Regions from separate parts of the Mus musculus genome. Here regions 1, 2, 3, 5, 6 and 7 are each linked to region 4. The links are chromatin contacts, called in public HiChIP or PLAC-seq and promoter capture Hi-C maps. All regions are on one chromosome and are shown on one strand. The core of a region is the stretch at or near the end of the contact, and the rest is flanking DNA. Distances in the headings are between cores, read along the strand shown. Region 1 overlaps Cbfa2t3 (CBFA2/RUNX1 translocation partner 3). Region 2 holds the start of Trappc2l (trafficking protein particle complex 2-like). Region 3 holds the start of Cbfa2t3 (CBFA2/RUNX1 translocation partner 3). Region 4 holds the start of Rpl13 (ribosomal protein L13). Region 5 holds the start of Def8 (differentially expressed in FDCP 8). Region 6 has its middle 23 kb from the start of Gm10612. Region 7 overlaps Cbfa2t3 (CBFA2/RUNX1 translocation partner 3).

Region 1 (2,890 bases), core at 316-2,815, 470 kb before region 4:
GTGAACATCTGGAATAAGGGGGCAGGGTACAGTGTCACACACAAGGTGGGGTCATCAGTTGCCTTCCTCCACACTGGATTCCCTTCCTCTCTGGCCAGGGTTTGAAGGCAAGAAGTATCTTTCCTCTTGGGAAAGAGGGCTTCACATGCTACCAGGAGAATGGAGGGATTTGAGTGGCATACTCTTATAGACAGTGAACATGGATTCACGCTGGGATCTGGGCATGTCCCGGACCACCTCACCCCCATCTCCGTAGGCACCGCTGTGGTGGATGGGTAAATAGAAGCCCTCGGGTGCCTCCTCCTAAGCCTGGCCTGTACCTACCAGAATCTGGAAGGTCCAGGCTCCCTAGCAGGCCAGGCACATCTTTATGCCATGGGAAAGGCCCCCCTTTCCAAGTGAGGCTTCCTGTTTAAGTAAGGACCGAGTGTTGGCTAGCTTTCTGGAGAATTAGTGGCATCCTACAGAGACTGTATAGGGCTAGCAACCTCTCGCTACAGGTCCTCCATGTTCTTGCTTGGTACACACCTAGCTGAGACCCCTCAGGGCCACTGCAGCTGTTGAGGGACCGGGCAGAGATGGGGGTAGGGCCCTTCTTCCCCTCCTCAGAGTCACTGTAGCACCGGATCCAGTGGTTGAGTTCCTCACGGTCGGCCTCCTGACACCGGCGCAGGACGGTGAGGGATCGCCGGGTCTTCTCCACCATGTCCATGATGCAGTTCAGAAGCTGCGGGCGGGTGGCAGGGCCTTCAGGACGTTGGAACCGGGGCTGTGGCCAGATGTGGCCATCCAATATGGAGGGGGTGGTCAGGGAGCCAGCTCAACGTCCCTGAAGGCGGGGCACAGAAATCTATACCTTGGCTCCCCACAAACAGTGAAATGACTCCCAGTGCCTGTGGGCACCCAACTTGAATGGAATCTTCTTTGGATGCATGGTAGGGGTGGAAGGGGCTTGGGCTGTTTCCTTCAAAACTCTCATTGCCAAGAAAGGTGCATGAGGGCCAGGGGAGTGGAGGTCCACCTGGCCTGACCAGGGGCTCAGGCACAAAGATGTCCTACATCACTGGGGCTTGACTCTGCAAGTGTCTGAGCAGGAGATGGTAGAGGAGGAAGAGCCAGTGTGCATGGCTCTTTGGCAGCATCCTGACAGGCCAACAGTGGATAATGACCCTCACATAAAAGGGCGGGCAGCCAGTGGGCATGCCGGTGGGTCCTACCAGGAGATGCTGAACCAACCCAGAGGAGCGCAATCTCAGCGTGGATCTCCCCACCCCAGCCTTGTGCAGATGTTCAGGGAGTCACACGGGCGTGGCAGCCCCACCTGGGCACTCACACTGTTGAGGTGCTTCCATTCTTCTGCCCACTCGCGTTCTGTGAGCCTGTGATCAATCACTTCTTCTTGTCGAGACCCAGGTATGGCTGTAGAAAAGGCCACACACAGTTAGGCCCCCATGCGGATGACTAAGCCCTGACTTGGATCTCAGGCCCTGCCCCTACTCCCAGGTGCCTCCTACTTCCTACACCAGGGGCGTCGGGAATCTAAACCAGGCCACCTCTGTTGTGCCTCATGACTCACTGCCTCCCGGTAACCTGCTAACCCAGCTCTTCTCGCTTCGCCCATTTCTGATAGGCAGCTCTAGATGAACTCACTTTAAAGGTTTCTCTTATCACGGTCCAGAAACCTCCAGGCCTCTGGGCAGCTGCTTAACTTAGGTGTGTTTATGACTTCCTTTCAGATAACTGCACTCCTATGCATTCCTCAAAGTCCAGGCCCGAGGGGCCCCTCCACAGCTGTAGTCTTTGGAATTCCTCAGGCCGTGTGTGTGTGTGTGTGTGTGTGTGTGTGTGTGTGTGTGTGTGTGTGTGTGTGTGTGTCTGGTCTCTAGGTACAAGATCTCCCTGTTTACTCTACTATCCCTGCTCCCAGACTGTCAGCTCCATGAAGAAAAATGGCGTGTTGTGTTTACCTCTGTGTCCCAGGCTGAACTCTGACCTGGGTGTTTACCCCCCCCCCCCAGTTCAATCTTGGGATCAGATCTACCTGCAGCAGGATCAAAGCAGTAATCCAGGATGGTTCATTCTCCGTGGGATCCTGGGGCCCTTATGTTGCCACTCCCTGCCTCAGTTTCCCAACCCTGCCTAGTTCTTGCATCATAAGTAGTTAGAAAGAAAAGCCCCAAGCTGACCTGATAAACTTGAGGGGTGTGCCCACAGTTACCAGGCAGAAAGTGGAGAGGCGGTGTTGGGTGTAAGGAGTCTGAATCTGGATCGGGAATGACCAAATGGGGTGTGGCGGGGTGTGGGGTGCCACTGGCTGGGGCGTGAGGAACATGATGGCCCTGTCTTGGTTTCCCTGCAATGTCAAATGCTCCCAGTGTCCTAACTGAGGCTGTGCAGGTGACCTGGCAGCAATCCAGACTTCCTGGGGGGTGGGGGGAGGCAAAACCTCTCTTTTAAGCAGCCATCAGCGCCTTAGGACCTCCTGCTACCCTAACCTGAAATGCCTCCCTGAGTTGCAGAAGGGCGGGGAGTGGCCACAGCCGTCATCCAGCACCCTCTCTGGCTGCCCACGAGGGGCCTGTGCCAACGCCCAAACTAAAATAGAGGCTGAGATCTGTGCGACAGCTGGCGTTTATTTTTGCATTAGCAGAAGCGGGTGGGAATTAGCACCTGCCTGACCCGGCTGTGGTGAGCCAGACACTGTCACCTGCTGCCTAGGACCAAGCCCTGGAAGCTTCCATGGTGTGGGGGCAGGGAAAGGCCTCTGTTGACCCTGCTCTGGGACCCTATTGGCATTCTGAGTGACCCTGGATGGTCATTTCTAACATTACGTTCCAACACACCAGGGTGTGGCAGGGACGGCCATCTCTGGGTTTCCGCAGAGTGTCGC
Region 2 (2,979 bases), core at 2-2,501, 490 kb before region 4:
CACATCCACTCATAATGAGATCTGACACCCTCTTCTGGTGTGTCTGAAGACAGCGACAGTGTACTTATCTATAATAATAAATAAATCTTTTTTTAAAAGTCTCTAAAATTCAACTTATTTTACATATATAGCACCTCTCCATTCTGATGGGCCCACAGATCGCTAGACAGCATCCCTCTCCCCTTTTTGAGGAGGTAAGTGTGGATCAGCACAGGTCTGAAGGCCCTGCAGAGGGCTGGTTTGGCTATTAATTAGCCTCGGCCGGTATTAGCCTCTGATTTGTTTCAAATCATCCTGAACTGGATGTGACTCTGATTCTAACAATAGCCAACAGATGTCACTCCACAGTGTGTGTCTGGGGGTGGGGGGGTGGGGGTGGAGGTGGGGCTGGCAGGCTGAGACTGCGAGGAAGGCACAGTCCATCTAGTTCTGTTTGGATAGTTCCATCTGACTTAGTGTTCTACATGACTGATTTCTAAGCTTTCATGTCACTTCAGGGCGACAGATTTCTCAGACAGGGACACTGAGGGAGATATGCCCCAGGGCAGAATTCATAAATGACCACAGGCTGCACTCGCAGGTGACATTCTATGCCTGACTTTGTGGTCAGAGTTCCCCCAGAGGTCAGGCTGGAGGTGGGCACCAAGGCAGGGCCACCTGTTGAGGGGAGGAGAATGTCAGCCCGCTCTCGGGAGGGGAAGTAGGAAGAAAAGGGCCTCCCTGAACACCTACCCCCACTGCGGAAACAGTGAAAGATGTGACACCGGGCTCTGGGCCTCCCTCGGGTCACTGCTCATCCGCCGTGTGGCTGCCCTGTGTCTTCCGTGTCCCCCCGCCGCGTGGCCCCACTTACATCGTCCATGAGCAGTAGCACGATGTTGGGGGGCTGCGGAGCACCTGCGGCCAAGAGTCCTAGGGCACTCAGTACCAGCAGCAGCTGCTGGGCTGCGGTACAGGCCGCCATAGCAAACCAAGCTCCCGCTGAGGAGTCAAGACCCAGTCCCAAGCCTGCCGCGGTTCCTTTTGGACTGTAGGGCGGGCCCTGGCGGCAGAATGAGAGGAGGGGCAGGGCCACGGAGAAAAGAAGAGGGAGAGGTGGGGCCTAGGCTGTCTGAGTGACAAGGGAGTGGGCTGGGCCTTACGGGAAAGGGGCGGGACCAAGGCCGGACCTGAGAGTCTGGGCGGAGCCATGGTAGAGAGAGGCGGGCTCTGAGCCTCGGTGGGAGGAGAATGGGCGGGGCCTGCCTCCACATCGGGTCACATGATGTGGCGCACAGCCTGCCAATATGGCGGTGTGCATCGCGGTGATCGCCAAGGAGGTGCGTGAGAGGCTGCGGGCGGCGGGCGGCGGGCGGCGGGCGGCGGGCCTCCTTCCAGCCATGGTCTTGATCTTTTCAACTCTGAGCTCCAAGCCTCAGCCAAGCCCTATGATCAGGATCCTTCCGGCTCGCTTTCGCTGACAGCTGACAGCCGTCCGCCGCCAGTTTGCAGGCCTCCGCCTCCGGGTTTTGAGATCCCCCGGGAAGCTTAGCTGGTCGCTGCAGCCTGCCACCCGTCGCTCTACGCGTTCTTTTCACGGCCTCAGCTGCCTTCCGCGTCCGGTCTTTCTGCCCCGCCTTCCGGACCGTCCCCTGGCTGCCCAGCCGGCGCTATTTAAATATAAGCCTGGCGCGGCTCAAGTCAGCCTAGAATCCAAGTGCTTTTCTTTGCCTTAGGATAGTCCCCTTCATGTCTTTTGCACCCTTCTACTCCACCGTGAAGGCCTGCAAACCTCTAGACAGCATCCCTCTCCCCTTTGTACCCTCTATTCCCAACTGTCATCTTGCTGGCCAACATATATATTCATTTCTTTCCGGAAAGCTGTTTATGGATGCTAAGACAGCTCCAGAGGGCCACAATATCCTGTTGCATGAAGCCTGTATCCCTATTAGGCTTTTTCTGAGATCTGCCATTAGGGATTAGACTGCTGTGAAGCTGTCAGTATGAAAGAGGGAGTTATACCCCCAGGAGGCCACCAAAACCAAAACTCATGTCATAGGCAGCTGCTGCTTTGATAAACTCAGGAGGAGGAAGTCCAGTATCTATGCTGAAGGGTCCTGATTTGGAGACTCATTCAATGTCTCGAAGCACTGAGAACAGACCACTACCCTAGTGTGGCACGTTAAGAAATAGCTAGTGCCCCTGCTGTTAGGATGACACTACAGAGTGTGCTGGTGGTTGAGGCAGAGGTGATCCTAGGAAGAGAAGTGTCAGGGTATGTTGTTAGGCTGTGCTCAGGTTGGCATTCCGGAGTCATTTCTGCTCACTTCCTGCCCCTGTGCATTTGTCTCTACTGCTTCCACCCTCCCTTCCTCCTCCTTTCTGGTACAGGTGAGAGAACTAGGGCTTAATGCTGCGACTCAAGCACTCCACTACGGAGTTACATCTCTGGTCCCATATTGCTTTTCTTTTTGGCACTGGGAATTGGACTTAGTGCCCTGTGCATGTCAGGCAAGTGCCACACCACCCAGTTTTATCTTTATAGTCCACTCTCTGCAGACAGTCTTCCTTAGGTTCAGTTATGTCGCTGAAGGCAGCATGCCACAGTGCATTAAGCAGTAGAGAGTCATTGTCAGGCTGAGAGCACACGAGTGCTTTGACTTTGCCCTTAGAGCCCGAACTCACTGGGTGGGCTGCCATCTCTTCCTGCAGAATTACCCTCTGTACATCCGAAGCACTCCGACAGAGAGTGAGCTCAAGTTCCACTACATGGTGCACACGTCTCTGGATGTGGTAGACGAGAAGATCTCTGCCATGGGGAAAGCACTGGTGGACCAGAGGGAGCTGTACCTGGGCCTGCTCTACCCCACCGAGGACTACAAGGTGTATCCACCACTGCTCAGCACCCATCCTGCACTCACGGAGCAGGATCTGGGAGGAAACGCTGGCAAAGAAAACGTGTCAGGGGTTTCAGCTGGTCAGGCAGGCAGGTGGCCCGAA
Region 3 (3,003 bases), core at 413-2,912, 420 kb before region 4:
TTCTGACTTCCGCCCTTCAGTGGACCAAGGTGGGGTGACATCATGACCCCAGTGTAGCCCCCATCAGGATCCCTCCATGCACAAGACCAGAAATCTCTCACAGGGCTTTCCTACTTCTTCCCAGGCCAGGAGCCAAGTGCATTCTGGCCGGGTATGGCTGAACTCTCTCAGACCAGCCCCTGGGGTCTTAGGGAGATGAGAGAGTCCCAGTCTTGAGAAGTTTCTGAAACCTTCCAGCAACTTGCAAGGGCAATGCCAGGGCAAAGTGACCGCTCCCTTTGTCTTCTGCCAGCCCCATCCTCTGAGTGGCTGCCTGGGAACCTCCTGTTTCTGAGCGCCGGGAGGAAGCACACACCCAGCCAGACATAATGAAGCCACATCCTGGCCTCAGGATAGGAGGGACGGGTGTGACAGTTACTGGGATCAACCCTACAAACAGGAGCATGAGATCGTCTGTTATTTTGAGGAATTGGGCTCTGAAAGTCAGCTTTAGCTCACATGATCAGATAGTTCTATTCATGGAGCAGGGGGGTAGGTCCAGCCAGCACTGTGGTCAAGAAGCCCAAACACACCAAGTTCAGGGCCATGAGTTGAAAGGCAGCGGCTCAAAGCCAGGAGCTGCCAGCCTGGCTGCCTTCTGCTCCACCTTAGTCAGCCCGACTCCGGCTGAATTCCCAGCCATCTGTCCCTCCGCGGTGCTCACACCTCCTCACACCTCCTCCCCGCTGTTCCCACAGCCTGGCTCTGGGCCTGCCCTACACACAGATGGACCGTTCCCAAAGCCTGTGAGAAGGATCAGAGCCGGAGGCTGTGCCTGCACCTGGCTGTCAGGACCCCAGGGAGGGCGGTCAGGATCCCCTCCCGACCATCAGGAAGGATGCTCAGCTCCATGGCCCTAATGGCTGATCCAGGGACCAAAATAAGAGGGGGAAGGGCTAGAGAAAGCAGCAGACCCTCTCCTGCCAGCACTATCTCCCAGGAAGGTTGCCCTCCCGCTACTCCAGTCAGTCCCGAGCCCTGTCATTCAGGCTACCAGTCTTTGTCAGGAGACCCGGCACCCCAGGGGGCGCTTGTGGGTGGTGGTTGGGGAGCCCATACTCCCCCACCGACTCAGCTCCTACCTAAAGATGAACCACACACACTCTGGACAGGTCAAGCTGTCTGCTCACCTAGGGTGGCTGCAACTCAGTCAAATGAGTGGGCAGAGTTGGCTCCACCCTGCCGTGGGCACGAACTTTGTAAAGTGGAGGGGCTGGAGAGGGGGTGCAAAGCGAGGACCCCCGGGACGGCAGCAACCGGCAAAGTAGGGTGACAGCGGCGGTGTTGAACAGGGCAGGGGCGGCACTTACGGTCTGGAGCTCCAGGGGACCGTAGCTCTCTCGCAACCCGGCTCCCGAAGTGGCTTTTCCTTCTCACTGGGTCGCCACCTCCATAACTTGGGGGCGATCCGTACGCTGTCTTCTCGCGCTGCGCGGGGCTCAGGCGCGCGGCGGGGTCGGGGCGCGCGGGGCGACCGCCTGGGCCATGCCGAGTGCGTTCGGCCCCCAGCGCGGGAACAAAGCCCGCACGCTGCCCGGGTGGTTTCGGCCTCGGCGGCCGCCGGGTCCAGCCGCCGTGCTTTCGGCTCTGCTGCCGCGCGCTCGCCCGCGCGTCTCACCGAGTCCCGCGGCCCCCGCCCCGCGCGCTCCGCCCCCGCCTCCCGCGCCCCGCCGCCGCTGCGCCACCTGCCTCCAGCCCGACGCCCATCGCGCTCGCTCCGCCCCGGGGCGCCGGCCGCCGGAGAGAGGCCCGGTTCCGTGCGCCCGGCGCCGCCCAATGCCCAGAGCGGCTCCCGCCTCCACCGCCCGGGTGGCCGAGGGGCCCCGGGACGCGCCCGGCGGACTTGGCTATGGGGTCCGACTCAGGACGTAGGGACCTCAGGAGCGCCAGGCCGCGCGTGGGACCCCCGTACGGATGCAGGAGAGCGGGGCCGTGGAGTGGGAACGGGCCGAGGAGTCCCAGCGCGTAGCCAGTGCGTGCGGCGCGGGGCAACCCGGTGCGGGGCGGACTCCTAGCTGTGCGCCCCCGCCCCGCGCAGGCCGCGCCCCGGGAGGGCGGGCGAGCTGAGCGCACCGCACACACCCACCTCGGAGCAGTCGCAGCCCGACGGCGTCGCTGCTCCCGGAGCCGCGGTGTCTACTCCGGGACGGGGAGGCGGGCGCCCCTCCTTCGGCCGCCGCACCCCCCCTCACCCCCTTCGCAAGCCCTTCGGGGTACCCGGGCCACCTGCGCGTTCTGCCGGCAGGGGGCGCGCTCCACCCGCCGCGCTCGGCCTTGGTCCCCAAGGCGCCAGGCGACCTGCGGCAAGTGGGCTCAGGATCCCGCTCTCCCCACTGCCATCGGGGCCGGCGTTCGCATATGCTTTGCATTCGTTTGCATATCATTCATTTTAATGTCAACCTGAGGAAAAGCCCCCAGCCGCTGCTTCTGCTTGTCCGCGTCCTACTTTCTCTGCTTCCTCTGAGCCTGCTCCCCACCCACTTTACCCACTTTTCCTCGAGGCGCCTTGCGACAAGTCCCAGGCGTTCCTCCGGTTGGTACATTTGAGCAAACTCGCTGCACTTCCTTCCTTTCCCTTCCCAGTTTTTCACTCACTCACACTTTGCTTCTTTGAGACTAAGGAGAGACCCAGGGTCACCGCCTGCAGAGACAAGGGGCCAGAACTTCAGATCAGCGGGGGGGTGGGGGTGGGGGGGGCTTGATTTTCATCTCATTAGGCATACATCTGCATGTGAAGGATAAAAATCTAGCAATGTGCCAAAATTAAATAAATAAATAAGTAAAAATACCCTCCGTTTCTTTCCAGGCTTGCTGTAGTGGCTTGGTTTTCCCCAGTTGGGGTCCCTCTCAGGGGTTCACCTCTGCCTTCTTGAAAAAGCGTTCCTGCACGGTCCTCCTGGGGTGGGATCTGGGCTCCTTGGTTTCCCGGATCTCCCTCTGTGGAGGATGCTATCTAATCCTAGT
Region 4 (2,978 bases), core at 127-2,626:
GCTGGGAAGATGGTTCAACATCAATTTCTGGCCTTTTCACCCACACTCAAAAAAAATGGCTCCCCCCTACTGAGGATTGAATTTAGCCTCTCATCCAATAGGCAAGAATTACATCCTCAGCCTGCTTCATTATGACATTATTTTCGCGCGCGCACGCGTGTGTGGTATGTGTGTGTGTGTGTTTGTGTGTGTGTGTGTGAGAGAGAGACAGAGAAAATATATATATATCATGGATGAGCTCAGCATGTAGAGCTTGGTTCTCTTCTACCATGTGGGTCCCAGGAATAAAATGGCAGCAAGTACCTTCAACCCTCTAAGCTGTCTTGCCAGCCCTTCCTTTTTAATTTTGAAAAGAGGGTTGGGCTGGAGAGATGGTTCAGCGGTTAAGAGCACGGACTGCTCTTCCAAAGGTCCTGAGTTCAACTCCCAGCAACTACATGGTGGCTCACAACCATCGGTAATGGAGTCTGATGCCCTCTTCTGGTGTGTCTGAAGACAGCTACAGTGTACTTACATAAATAAAATAAATCTTAAAAAAAAAGGAGAAGAAAAAAAAGAAAAGAGGGTTTAAGTTGCTCAAAAAGCATTGAAATTGCTATTGTCCTGTCTCATTTTCTAGATGAATTATGATTATGGTCCTGTGATATCTGGCCCGGGTATAATGTGGATTTTTAAATTTATAGCCCTCTTAATTACTGAGCCATTTCTACAGCTTCTGTAGTGGAATTTTGATCAGGAAGAAACCTGGTAATTGGGAATGAGGAGTGAAAAAAGGTTATAGGCATACAGGTGTAGGACCAGTGTATGCCTTGGCTGTTTTGTTGTCGCTGCTACTGTGGGTAGGAATTCAGTATTGTATTTCGTCACACCTGATTTCCCCCCGAGGAGTTAAGTCAGGGCTAAAGGAGTTATCTAAGTAAATGGGGGAGTTTGGGGCTGGAGAAATGACTCAGTAGTTACGATCACTGGCTGCTTGCTGTTTCAGAAGTTCAATTCTCAGCACCCAGGAACTCCGGTAGTAGGGGATCCGACGCACAGCCATGAAACCAGGGAGACACTCATACAAATAAAGTAAAAATAAATAAAAATCTTAAAGTGGGGGGGGAAGTCTGGAATGGGGGTGCGTGCTTCAGTTCTGGGGAAACATAAATTCCAGGCAAATCTATAATAAATTTTCCTGGGTGGACGGGGAAAAAACACTGGATCTAGGAGGGAGAAAGAGTTTTAGGGGTTTAATTCATAGGTGCGCCCCTGAGCACGCCGGAGATACCCACACTGCGAAGTTAGGAACCAGCGAGAATAACCAACCCGACGGCTAGAAAGGCGATGGTCCGCCGGCGGGCGGGTTCGCGTGACGTCACTTCCCTTTCGCCTGATTTTGATTGGCGTTTGAGATTGGCCGGACTCCCTACAAGCCCAGGGTGCTTTGCGGTGCCCGGTCCTTTCCGCTCGGCCGTTCTCCTGTATAGGAGGTGAGTCTCTGCCGCCGCCGGTCCCATCGTGGTCCATCGGGCTCCATCGCCCTCCATCCGCTGTCATCGGCGAAGAGAGGCCGCACGGACAGCCATGGAGGAGCCCGGGCGCCGACAGCACGGAGCCAGGGCAGGGGCGGGAGGACCCGGGACGGGGTTGGGGACCCTGGCCTTGACTCGCCGCCCTCCTCTCCCTCGCGGCCTTAGGCAGCCATGGCGCCCAGCCGGAATGGCATGATACTGAAGCCCCACTTCCACAAGGATTGGCAGCAGCGAGTGGACACTTGGTTCAACCAGCCGGCGCGCAAGATCCGCAGGTATAGATCGCGCGTGGCTCGCGTGGGCTCCAGGGCGGGGACGCGCGTGGGGCAGGAGGTGACGGCTGTGCTTTTCCTGCAGGCGCAAGGCCCGGCAGGCGAAAGCGCGTCGCATCGCCCCTCGCCCCGCGTCCGGCCCCATCAGGCCCATCGTGAGGTGCCCTACAGTGAGATACCACACCAAGGTCCGGGCTGGCAGGGGCTTCAGCCTGGAGGAGCTCAGGGTGAGTGCGGCAGGGCGAGGTCCCTTGGCAGGTCCCTCGGGCTCGGTGGAATGATGACATTCTCCGGAATCGCTGTACTGACTTGATGAAAGTACTTTTGAACCCTTTTCCATCTGATGACACCGAGTTTTCTCGGCAGGGCCGGCTTGGGGTGGGGTGACTGCGAGGTGGGTGACCAGTTTCTGTTTCTGAACAGGTGGCTGGCATCCACAAGAAAGTGGCTCGCACCATCGGCATCTCTGTGGACCCGAGGAGGCGAAACAAGTCCACGGAGTCACTGCAGGCCAACGTGCAGCGCCTGAAGGAGTACCGCTCCAAGCTCATCCTGTTCCCCAGGAAGCCTTCTGCTCCGAAGAAGGGAGACAGTTCTGTAAGTCCTGCGGGGCGGCAGAGGTCCGGCTCAGTGTAGATAGAGTCTGTGTTCTTGGATCCAGCTCTGCAGAGTTGACATGAGTGCAGCAGTGGGAGGTTAGAGCGTACTGGGGGCGGCGGTGACGCGTGCAGATCAGTGGGAGCCACTATGGTGTCCCTGGGCTTTCCAGTGTCTGTTAGTGTTGGGAGCTATTGACTTGGAGCCTGGTATGCTGTTCTAGAGCGTTCACCCTACCAGGACGTTCAGGGGCATCTCGGTACAGAAAGTATCTCGGTATTCAGAAGTGTAAAGAGTTTTGTAACAAGGATCGGTGGGTTTCTTGTCAGTGTGGGCTTCCTGAGGGTGGGGTAAGGATGGCTTTCTTCTGTTCCTTCAGTGGAGCTGTAGTCAGCCAGCGCACCGGGACGGAAAATGCTAGGTGCTGCAGGCCCAGGCAGCCTGATCCTTGGGAACTAAAGCAGACCCCGTGATAATGGGGTCTATAAGTAACAGGCATGAGATGGAAGCTGGACTCAACTTTTTCTTACTCTTAAAACAGGCTGAAGAACTTAAGCTGGCCACCCAGCTGACAGGACCTGTGATGCCCATCCGG
Region 5 (3,115 bases), core at 11-2,510, 340 kb after region 4:
AAAAAAGAAAAGAAAAGAAAAGAAAAAGTGCTGTTGCATCAACGGAGAAACTGTCAAGACTCATAGTAATGAAGACAGGCAGACGTGGCTCCATCCTTGACTCTCTGTGAAGGTGAGGGCCCAGTGCTAGTACAGATATTGGCTCATATCACAAGCACTGGTATAGGCCTTCTAGCACAGAAGTAATAATCCAAAACACTTGCCTTTAGCTCTTAGCCTTTGGGATGAGGAACAAAGAGTCAGTAGAAATGTCAGAGGAGAGTCATCAGACAGTAACGAGTGCCTCTCCGATATCTCTGCTCACAGATGAGGAGGAAGTATTAGGAGAGACATTTGGCTGTGGTTAGGAAAGACTGTATCCTAAAGGCTGAGCCAGAGAGGCCTAAGTGTGGACCTGGCCTGTTAGGGGTAAGGAGGGTGAAGTCTGGTGAGAGAGCTGGGAGGTGAAGTCTGAGGCAGACTTCTTCCCTGGGATCCTCCAACTGCTGGGCTTGAGGTGCAGAGGGAGTCTGAGGGTGCTGAGGCTGTCATGGCTGTGGTGTCACCGTGGGGTGGGGAAGAAGGGCTGGTCCTGAGTCCGGTGGAAGTTAGATCAGACAAAGGAATGTGATCAGGAACGCACTGAAGGTTGGCCTCAGGTGGGAATGATTTATTCACTATCAGACAGAGGTGTGTTAGGTGTGTGGTGTGTGTATGTCTCTGTGTGTGTATGTGGTTTGATGTGCGTGTGGTGTGTGTAGTGTTATGTTGTGTGATGTGTATGTGTGGTGTGTGTAGTGTGTGTGGTGTGTGTAGTGTGTATGTAGTGTGTCATGTGTGTATGAGGTGTGTGTGTATGTGTATGGTGTGTATAGTATGTGTGTAGTGTGTATAGTGAGTGTGTGGTGTGTATGTGGTATGTCGTGTGTGTGTCGTGTGTATGAGTGTGTGGTGTGTAGTGTGTGTGTATGTGGTGTGATGTGTGTGTGTGGTGTTATTGTTGTTTTCTCAGATAGGACCTTTGGAGCTTGAGACGCACCTTAAATGTCTCGATGGTGGTGTCCTGGGGACAGCTGAATGTCAGTGTTGGGGATGTGGGGACATTGAGGGGTTACCACTGTGGAACCATTCCCTTGAATGCAATTACTAAGGCGTGGGGGTGGGGGAACTCAGGAGAAAAGACTCAGGGCAAAGGTAATGGACTCTATGGACCAGAAGCAGGAGACTTGGAGGTGCTCCAGCGAGCCAGCAGGGCAATCGGTGTCATGAACCTCCTGGCCGGAGGCGGCAGCAGCGGGCGGAGGAGCCGGTACAGTGTATCAGCGGCGGCGAACTACAGTGTAGCCAGCCGGTCCGGTACAATGTAGCGGCAGCCAGGTAAGCCAGAAAGCGGTCTCTGTAGGTGTCGGGGGGGTCTGGTGGGAAAGCAGGCGAGGGTCCAGATCTCAGCATGCAATCGCCACTGGTCGGACTCCGGGATCGGGCTTCTGACCCACGCACTCATGGTGCAGAACTGGCAGAGGCCTCAAGCAAGACGTCCAGCTCCCGGCTGCCGCCTGCTGGCTCTCCGCTGTGCGCAAGGCCTTGGTGACCTCATTGGTCCCCGCAGTACGTAGGGCAGAGCTTAGCGTCCACAGATGCCGACCCCCACCCCCAATCACCGGGTGGCTTCAGAGCCTGAGTATGGGACTCCCGGCCCAAGGACCCGCAGGGACTCGCCTTCTGCTATGTTGAGCTTTTCTGAGCCTTCGGTTTCACAACTATGAAATGGGTGAGGAAGGTCGTAGAGACCTGCCCCAGTGGGGACAGTCGCATCCTCAGAATGAATTCACGTTATAGCGGGTAGAAATGTGAGGTGCGCTTTGTTGCGCCTTCTGGGGTAGTTGAGAATTATTAACACTGGTCCTGCTTGGCCTGGATTGCCTGTCCATCCTTTTTAAGGGTGTGAGCAAATAGGATGTACTTTGGACTCCTGTGGCCCTTGGACTAGCACTTTTTGGTGGCTAAAGTAACACACCGGAGGCGGGCTCTTATTCACCATAATCTGTCTTGAACTTTCACCCAGTGCCTCTGATGTACCACAGACCCTTGGTCTTACTCTGAGGGTTTCAGTTGTCAAGTTGTAATTATTATTCGATTTAGGAGAGACCTCTGCAGGGGCTGGATGGAACAGTTTTCTTTTTTTTTTTTTTTTTTTTTGTCCTTTCTTGAGTATCTTTCCTGAGGCCAACCACGGATTCTGGGTGCAGATCTCTGTAAGGCTGGTGGGGAAATAGGAGATGGGGTCCTACTCAAAGCCGGCTGTTGCTTCCTGCAGCCTGGGCTGGGCTGAGGTGCTGTCTATTCGTACTCAGCTGAAAGAGCAATATGGTTCTCCAAACTGGTTCCAGACAAACCAGGAAGATGGGTTAAATGGCTCCATTGCTTAATTCATTCCTTGCTTTTGTTCCTGGTCAGGTGGTGGCAGTGCCAGTCAGGACATACATAAGGGAGCCATTTTCCTGGGAAAGGTAGCCCAGAGGAGAGTGGAGGGCAAGCTCTGGTCAAGGTCTCCCTGTCCCTCTGACTATATTCTAAACCATCGGGAGGTTTCCAGAGAAGGCGTCTGGAAGGGGCTCCTGTGGGCTCCACCCAGTTCCTTTAGACTGGGCTGGTCACCACATGGCGTCGGTGACTGCCCAGCAGCAACTCCCAGTTTCTGTTGTTACCAAACCACACACTCGTCCTTCCGCTCAGTCTTGGGCAAGAGAGTAGGGCTGCAATTGATTTCTTTCTTTCTTTCTTTTTTAAGATTTATTTATTTATTATATGTAAGTACACTGTAGCTGTCTTCAGACACTACAGAAGAGGGCTTCAGATCTCATTATGGACGGTTGTGAGCCACCATGTGGTTGCTGGGATTTGAACTCAGGACCTTCAGAAGAACAGTCAGTGGTCCTAACCACTGAGCCATCTCTCTCTGTCCAGCCCAATACATTCTTTTTTGGTTTTTTTTTTTTTTTGGTTTTTGGTTTTTGGTTTTTTCCAGACAGGGTTTCTCTGTATAGCCCTGGCTGTCCTGGAACTCACTCTGTAGACCAGGCTGGCCTTGAACTCAGAAATTCCACCTGCCACCACTGCCGGGCTTAAACCTTTT
Region 6 (2,884 bases), core at 332-2,831, 380 kb before region 4:
AGATCGAAAGTGAACTGGGTCTCCATTGGAGCCGAGTGGGGTTCACAGTGGAAGCTTCCTGAGACTGCTGGAACAGTAGACTCCATAGTACAGGCTTAAAACAGAAGCCAGGTTGGGCAGGTGGCCCAATGGGTAAGAGTATTTGCTGTGAAACCAAGATCTTAGTTCAAATCCCCAGCACCCATGTAAACACGGCTGTTTGGCTGTAACTGCAGTATTGGTAGGTGGAGAAACCAGGCTCAAAGTGGAGAGTTTCAGGTTCAGTCACACACACACACATACACACACACACACACACACACACACACACCTCCCATCACCAATACCTGGATGCCAGGCTGGCTCCATCCTGAAATGCCTGCCTCATGTGGCAGTGCCCATGCCCACGTGTGTCTGAATCTTTCTTTTCTAAGAACGCTGTCAGTGGATCTAGGACCGTTCCACCGCTCTTGCCACAAAGATCCTTCACTTAATGTCACCCACAAAGACCTTTGTAAAAATAAGGTCAATGTTTGCCATTGCAAGGTTTAAGACTCTGACCTGTGGTAGGGGAGTTGATGGTCTTGGACCAGGGAACCGTTGGGGGTGTGTGGGTGGGTGTGGGTGTGGGTCTGGAGTTGACCGGGATGGGGCAGCACAGACTGTCAGAAAAAAGATAAACACAGGGTGGCAGGGAGAGGTGGGGGAGGGCAGTGGGACTTCCAGGCCAGGAGACTTCTTACCCAAGAGGGGCTTCAGGGTACACTTCCCACGTGCTGCCTAAAGGAGGCAGTAAGGGCAGCGTTGCCCCTCTGCAAAGTAGGGCTTAGCAGAGCTCAGCACCAACTCCTTCCAAATTCTGGTGTGCACATGACCTGTCCCAGCCTGCCTGCTGTCCCGCCCTCTCTGTCACAAGTTTCCAGCCAGAAGCAAGTGGCCACAGCTGATAACCTCCCAGAACCTTGGTTTCCTCGTCTGTGAGAAGAAGATAACCACATCTCCTGAAATCAGGGGCTGTGTGGAGACACAGGCCAGGAGCTCTGGACCGACCACAGGCAGGCAGCACAGCCCCTCAGGGCAGCCTCTGAGCCTGCATGGTCAGCCAGCATGGGGGGTAGTCTCAGGGGCTTGTGGGTCAGTCTCCTTAACCACCAAGAGGATGCTGAGCTGACCCATGGGTCACTTGGAGGGGACAGATGGGGTGGGAACCAAAGTCCTGGGTGAGGAGAGAGAAGGGCAGGGAGAAGAAGCCACGAGCGTGGAACCAGGGAGGAAATCATAGCCCCCACTGCAGACAAACACGAACAGAGAGAGGGACCAAAGGGCTAGAGTGGGGCTCCACCTCTCCCGCTTTTCTCCAACGTGGGCAAGGAGCGGGGGAGGGGGGAGTAAGATGTAGGCGACCCACAGACTTGCCTTCTTGCAGAGAAAATATTCCCTGAAAGACATTAAATGAAGTAAATAGGAGAGATAAAAATGGAAATATCAAGGCAGCAACTTCTCTTCTGATTATAAAGCGAGCGGCGGAGGCGGGGTGGGGCGGGCCTGCGGGAGACGCAGCTGCAGCAGCCGGCCGGGCTGATAAGGGCTCTGGCAGCCTGCGCGGGCAAGATAAAGCCAGGCGCCGCTGCCCTCAATCCCGGCCATCATCAATATTCACAGGGCCTGACCAACTGGCATCGCAGATAGAATAAATATAGACTGCCAGCTATTACCGAGACCTTATTAATCCGCTTGCAGGCATTTAAAGGCCGTGGAAAATAGGGGGGGGGGTGAGCGCAACCATCAATAGCTCGACTCATCATCAAATACTTTCCTTACGGTTCCTCTCCTCCCCATTGTCTCAGGGTCTCAACGTTCTCTTAGAGATGAGGTTTTGGCACACAGATGGAGGGGCCAGGTGGGGAGGATTCAAACACCTGGTGGAGGGGATGCCAGGGGGTTACAGCTGTCCCTGGAGTCCTCCTGAGCTCTGAATGCATTCTCAGGGCAGACCTCACCCGCCTTGAGAAGTGTGTGCTGGCATCCAGCGTTCCCCTTCCCTTAAGCTGTCAGAGCCTGACTGGATGCTGGCTCACACAAGCACATTTATCACAGGAAGGGAAAACAGGGACATGCCCAGAGCAGCAGGGTTACTGCTGAAACCGGTCCAGCCAAGGCTGCTCGCCTGCCCAGACCCCACGGCTCCTGGCTGCTACAGTGTGCAATAGGCCTCCTGACTGGGTCTCCTGTGGTCCATTTGACTTCCGTGCCAGTCTCTCTTTGTAAGTGGCCTTGACAGGGGCCAGGCACCCAGGCATCTGGCTCCTTGTCGTCGTCGTCGTTGTCACATCTCAGTGGAGATACTTCCCTCTACAGAGGCCTTCTGCCTGTCACTATTCATACTGAGGCTTCCCCCCCAAACACAACAGGACGCACCATCTGACCCCAGATCTGGGGACAGAGCCCGGCTTGTGGGCACTCCTGGGCACATTGAGAGGGGAAGGAGAAAGACTCACCAGCCTTGGATGCTGGGTGGGGCTGGAGATACAGGATGTATGGGCAGGGAGCCTAAGGGCAGTCAGAAAAGATGCTTCAGGCAGAAGCAATGGATGGAGCAAAGGCTGAAAAGGACGCTCAGCTTGCCTTCTGCCTCTGGCACAGCACACATACCATCCTGGGCACAGATCACGCTTGCAGATCTTGGTTGGACTCCTTAGCTGCATACCTGAGGCAGGATCTTGTGGCAAGCGGCCTTTTGGAAGGTGACAGGGATACGAGGCCAAGGATATAGATCCAGCGGGAGCTTGAACCTGCACACATTCCAGGTGAGATGTCGGAAGTCATGAGGTGTAGAAGCCGTGCACCCCTGATCTACCTGTGGAACCAGGAGTTCCAATGTTCTTATCCCTGCACAAAAGATCCC
Region 7 (2,802 bases), core at 27-2,526, 440 kb before region 4:
TTTCCATCCACCCCTCCTACACCTACCCAGCACCCATCCATTAATCCACAAATGTGTCACTCATGCACAACCCATCTACCCACCTACCTGTCATCCATCCAGTCACTCATCCATCCAGTTAGAGATCTCCATTTAAAATGGCTTTGCAGAGCTGCAAGATGGCTCAATGAATAAAGGTGCTTGCCACCAAGCCTGACAACCTGAGATAGACTGAGCCCCAGAACCCATACGGTGCAAGTTAGTGAATCAACTCCATAAGTTGTCCTCTGACCTGCATACACGTACCCTGGAGTATGTACCCACACACATACGCCACATAAACAAATGAAATAAGAGATTACATGTCTTTTAACCCTTGAAGGCCAACAGCCTCATCTCATTGCAGGTAACCGGGTACCCTCACAAGCTAAACAGCAAGCTCAAGCACTTCTCACTCTTTACACACACAAGCAAAGTAGTGAACAGTGAGCCCAGACACGTGTGAAAGTGACATGGAGTGAAGTAACCCAGCAAAGACACACTTCAGGATGTCTCAGGACCACAGGACCATGGGATGGGGGGACATGTTGGGATAGGGACACGTTGGGAGCCCCACAACCACCTCTGGACACAGGTTGGGGACAAAAGGAGGACACTAGAGAGCTGCAGCTCCATACTGACAGAGTTGCCTATCCTTGACTGCTCAGAGCCATGAGTTACGTATCTCGGACTTGTCCCAGCAATACTGGTCCTGAGGGGTTTCTAACTGCCTCACGTTCAGATGGGCCCTTTTGAAAATAAAAGGAGTTGGTTGATAGACAGTATAGCCATTGGGGTACAAGTCCTTTGAGGCTACGGATGTAACAGGCGTTGGCCTGTCCTTCCCATCCCCCATCCTTGGCCAAGGCTTGGTCTTTGTGGGGTTGGGGCAGGGGGTGGAGGCTCCTGTCCTGGACACTGAGGCCTAGCTACATCTGGAGTCATTAGAGGGCTCATGCAAGATTGTAGCTGTTTCAACCCAGGACAAACTTCGAGAGGACACAGCTAGCTCTCTTCTGGAGCCTTCCTGTGGGATACACAGAAGGAATTTGGGCCCTGGTCTCCAGCAAAGGGCTGGGTTAGACCTGGGCTCCCAGGCCCAAGGCACAGCAAAGAGCTGAGGGCTTCCCCTGGGTGACTCCACATCTAGGAGGGGAGTCTGACCTGGGGGCTGAGCTCCATCCTGTCCTGTTCAAGGCTAGGATCAGAAGCACTCAGCTTTGATCCCGTAGGCAGGGAACTTGGGAGTGGGTGGGATGCAGGCCCTAACGAGTCCCAGGTGTCTGCTTCAGTGGCTTCCCACATCTGGTCTCCATCAGCCTCCACCGCCATGAATAAGTAATAATACAAAAATACAGGGATTAGTGTTTCCTGTTCTGTGCTCCATTGGCCAGGCAGCCCTTCTGCCCCAGTGGTGACAGGACTTTGAGTCAAGCAGGGTTGGCTCTTCTTGGCCCTGCCTTGCTCTCAGAGGTCTGACTCGGTACCATTCTCTGGTTTTAACTCTGCCTGACGCTGCAGCCATTGCCGCCACTGCTCTCCCTGCAGCCCAGCACGGGGACATCTCAAGAAGAACCCAAGAACCCCACACTCCCAGTCCATGGTGACGATGAAGGTCAAAAGGTCAAAAGGTCACCAGGGTCACAGTGGAGGGCTAGAAGGCTGGAGACCTGGTTCCTACTCTAATTGTGAAAACTAAGGGGTTGCCTCGAATAACTCTGAACTTTGGTACCCACCAGCAGAATGAGCGCACATTTTGGGGTGAGGCTAGTTGAGGCAGCAAAGGCAAGAAAGAGAGAGTCACAGATGCAGAGTCCACTGCGCTCCCTGTGATAGGAGGCTGGCTCTTCCCCAACTTTAAAGCCCTGGAGGACAAGAGGCGGGCAGGAATGAGCAGCGTGGGTTCCAGTTACACCGAGCTTCAGGTTTCTTGCCTACAAAAAAACGAGGAGAACGAACCCACCTCATTCCACAAGAGTCAGCGGGACATGCGCACTAACTCACATGCTGAGTGGCGAGGCTTTGTGTGTTCATCTGTAACCTTGCTCCTTTACAGAGTCTGAAGCAGGAGGATTGCAAGCTTTAGACCAGACCCTGTATTAGAAGCAAAAAGTGCAGCAGTGACCTGGGAGGTAGCTCAGTGGAAGAGTCCTCGCCGAGCTGAGCGTGTGCAAGATCTTGGGCACAGTCACCACTGGGACTGAAGGAAGAGAGATAGAGACGCATCTGGAACCAGCTCCTACCCCATGTGGGCGGAATGCATGGTTCTACAAGTGGGTACAACAAGTGGGTGCATGGGGATAGTGTGGGGGCCACGGAGGAGGAAGGCTGTCCTCAGCATGCCTGACGTGTTGGATAGCTTCCTCTTTGCAGAGAGCAACTGTGCTATCCTGGGCTTGGAAACGACTCCCCCATTTTACATGATAAAGCTGTGGGGTGTCAGAACTCCATTTACATATGGGGAAACTGAGGCACTATTGTATTATCTGCTCTGGACACTACACGTAACACCACAGCGATCCTCTGTGGCCTTTACACCAGCTCACTAGTGGTCCTTTGAACAGGGTCAGCCCCAGACCTGCTGTGGCCAACAAGATGCAGTGGAAGAGATGTAAGATAGTGAGGCTTGGTGTCTCACACACAGGGGTCTAGCTGGACCCAGTCACCACCAGAGTGCCTAGCACTCAACAGATCTGCAGCCCCTGCCAGGCCAACCATAGAGCAGAGGCCAGCTGTTGCACTACGTTCTGAGCAAAAGACCCACCATCTTCAGATCAGCCATGC

Evidence for each region. Promoter capture Hi-C pulls out the DNA fragments that hold promoters and counts their contacts. HiChIP or PLAC-seq counts read pairs in DNA pulled down with a chosen protein or histone mark. Capture Hi-C pulls out chosen DNA fragments and counts their contacts.
Region 1: a contact with region 4 is called in a FOXA1 HiChIP or PLAC-seq map of pancreatic cancer cells. The contact joins the enhancer-like site here to the promoter of Rpl13 in region 4. A contact is called at or near these places in 4 of 39 promoter capture datasets (the 3T3-L1 cell line, the HPC-7 cell line, embryonic stem cells and 1 more), 1 of 15 datasets of contacts at CTCF or cohesin (large pre-B cells), 7 of 484 Hi-C or Micro-C datasets (bone marrow-derived macrophages, cortical neurons, embryonic fibroblasts and 2 more), 16 of 115 datasets of contacts at active chromatin or transcription factors (acute myeloid leukemia, bone marrow-derived macrophages, cardiomyocytes and 8 more) and 4 of 9 other capture datasets (adipose tissue, embryonic stem cells, liver and 1 more).
Region 2: a contact with region 4 is called in a promoter capture Hi-C map of liver, with 7 times the contacts expected there. The contact joins the promoter of Trappc2l here to the promoter of Rpl13 in region 4. A contact is called at or near these places in 23 of 39 promoter capture datasets (the 3T3-L1 cell line, 3T3-L1-derived adipocytes, the C10 cell line and 14 more), 3 of 15 datasets of contacts at CTCF or cohesin (the NIH/3T3 cell line, large pre-B cells and pro-B cells), 22 of 484 Hi-C or Micro-C datasets (B cells, the Ba/F3 cell line, the G1E-ER4 cell line and 13 more), 32 of 115 datasets of contacts at active chromatin or transcription factors (the 230-238 cell line, the SCID.adh cell line, SST interneurons and 18 more) and 5 of 9 other capture datasets (adipose tissue, embryonic stem cells, liver and 2 more).
Region 3: a promoter capture Hi-C map of liver shows a contact between it and region 4. The contact joins the promoter of Cbfa2t3 here to the promoter of Rpl13 in region 4. A contact is called at or near these places in 2 of 39 promoter capture datasets (embryonic stem cells and pre-B cells), 2 of 15 datasets of contacts at CTCF or cohesin (the NIH/3T3 cell line and large pre-B cells), 5 of 484 Hi-C or Micro-C datasets (B cells, bone marrow-derived macrophages, cerebral cortex and 2 more), 18 of 115 datasets of contacts at active chromatin or transcription factors (the NIH/3T3 cell line, T-cell acute lymphoblastic leukemia, bone marrow-derived macrophages and 9 more) and 3 of 9 other capture datasets (adipose tissue, liver and pancreatic islet).
Region 5: a contact with region 4 is called in an H3K27ac HiChIP or PLAC-seq map of extraembryonic endoderm stem cells. The contact joins the promoter of Def8 here to the promoter of Rpl13 in region 4. A contact is called at or near these places in 1 of 484 Hi-C or Micro-C datasets (cardiomyocytes), 3 of 115 datasets of contacts at active chromatin or transcription factors (embryonic stem cells and extraembryonic endoderm stem cells) and 2 of 9 other capture datasets (liver and pancreatic islet).
Region 6: a contact with region 4 is called in an H3K4me3 HiChIP or PLAC-seq map of fetal liver, with 2.3 times the contacts expected there. The contact joins the enhancer-like site here to the promoter of Rpl13 in region 4. A contact is called at or near these places in 17 of 39 promoter capture datasets (the 3T3-L1 cell line, the C10 cell line, the HPC-7 cell line and 13 more), 2 of 484 Hi-C or Micro-C datasets (B cells and bone marrow-derived macrophages), 3 of 115 datasets of contacts at active chromatin or transcription factors (epiblast stem cells, fetal liver and large pre-B cells) and 4 of 9 other capture datasets (adipose tissue, embryonic stem cells, liver and 1 more).
Region 7: an H3K4me3 HiChIP or PLAC-seq map of embryonic limb bud shows a contact between it and region 4, with 4 times the contacts expected there. The contact joins the enhancer-like site here to the promoter of Rpl13 in region 4. A contact is called at or near these places in 2 of 39 promoter capture datasets (the 3T3-L1 cell line and liver), 2 of 15 datasets of contacts at CTCF or cohesin (the NIH/3T3 cell line and large pre-B cells), 1 of 484 Hi-C or Micro-C datasets (bone marrow-derived macrophages), 16 of 115 datasets of contacts at active chromatin or transcription factors (the NIH/3T3 cell line, bone marrow-derived macrophages, cardiomyocytes and 9 more) and 4 of 9 other capture datasets (adipose tissue, liver, macrophages and 1 more).

What each region holds. Positions count from the first base shown.
Region 1 is chr8:122,634,421-122,637,310 of GRCm38.p6, forward strand. It overlaps Cbfa2t3 (CBFA2/RUNX1 translocation partner 3), which reads right to left. Exons shown (of 12, transcript NM_001109873.1): 8 at 1,334-1,419; 9 at 529-727; 10 at 1-8. Among named protein-coding and RNA genes, the nearest start is that of Pabpn1l, 13 kb to the left of the region's middle. Within about 2 kb of position 1,566, at least 64 of the 459 cell types and tissues checked have an H3K27ac peak or open chromatin away from gene starts, as enhancers often do. A contact at or near this core is called in fetal liver and pancreatic cancer cells, where this site is marked.
Region 2 is chr8:122,610,375-122,613,353 of GRCm38.p6, forward strand. Trappc2l (trafficking protein particle complex 2-like) reads left to right here and starts at 1,252. Exons shown (of 5, transcript NM_021502.2): 1 at 1,252-1,319; 2 at 2,692-2,864. The coding sequence starts at 1,287. Galns (galactosamine (N-acetyl)-6-sulfate sulfatase) reads right to left here and starts at 1,113. Exons shown (of 14, transcript NM_016722.4): 1 at 854-1,113. The coding sequence starts at 964.
Region 3 is chr8:122,676,513-122,679,515 of GRCm38.p6, forward strand. Cbfa2t3 (CBFA2/RUNX1 translocation partner 3) reads right to left here and starts at 1,663. Exons shown (of 12, transcript NM_001109873.1): 1 at 1,350-1,663.
Region 4 is chr8:123,100,974-123,103,951 of GRCm38.p6, forward strand. It overlaps Rpl13 (ribosomal protein L13), which reads left to right and starts at 1,377. Exons shown (of 6, transcript NM_016738.5): 1 at 1,377-1,472; 2 at 1,680-1,789; 3 at 1,872-2,013; 4 at 2,210-2,383; 5 at 2,925-2,978. The coding sequence starts at 1,686. It overlaps Snord68 (small nucleolar RNA, C/D box 68), which reads left to right and starts at 2,085; the gene lies at 2,085-2,132.
Region 5 is chr8:123,441,696-123,444,810 of GRCm38.p6, forward strand. Def8 (differentially expressed in FDCP 8) reads left to right here and starts at 1,261. Exons shown (of 12, transcript NM_054046.5): 1 at 1,261-1,356.
Region 6 is chr8:122,718,975-122,721,858 of GRCm38.p6, forward strand. No RefSeq gene overlaps it. Among named protein-coding and RNA genes, the nearest start is that of Gm10612, 23 kb to the left of the region's middle. Within about 2 kb of position 1,582, at least 101 of the 459 cell types and tissues checked have an H3K27ac peak or open chromatin away from gene starts, as enhancers often do. A contact at or near this core is called in the HPC-7 cell line, adipose tissue, fetal liver and 3 more, where this site is marked.
Region 7 is chr8:122,657,030-122,659,831 of GRCm38.p6, forward strand. All of the region lies in intron 1 of Cbfa2t3 (CBFA2/RUNX1 translocation partner 3), which reads right to left. Among named protein-coding and RNA genes, the nearest start is that of Cbfa2t3, 20 kb to the right of the region's middle. Within about 2 kb of position 1,277, at least 19 of the 459 cell types and tissues checked have an H3K27ac peak or open chromatin away from gene starts, as enhancers often do. A contact at or near this core is called in embryonic limb bud, where this site is marked.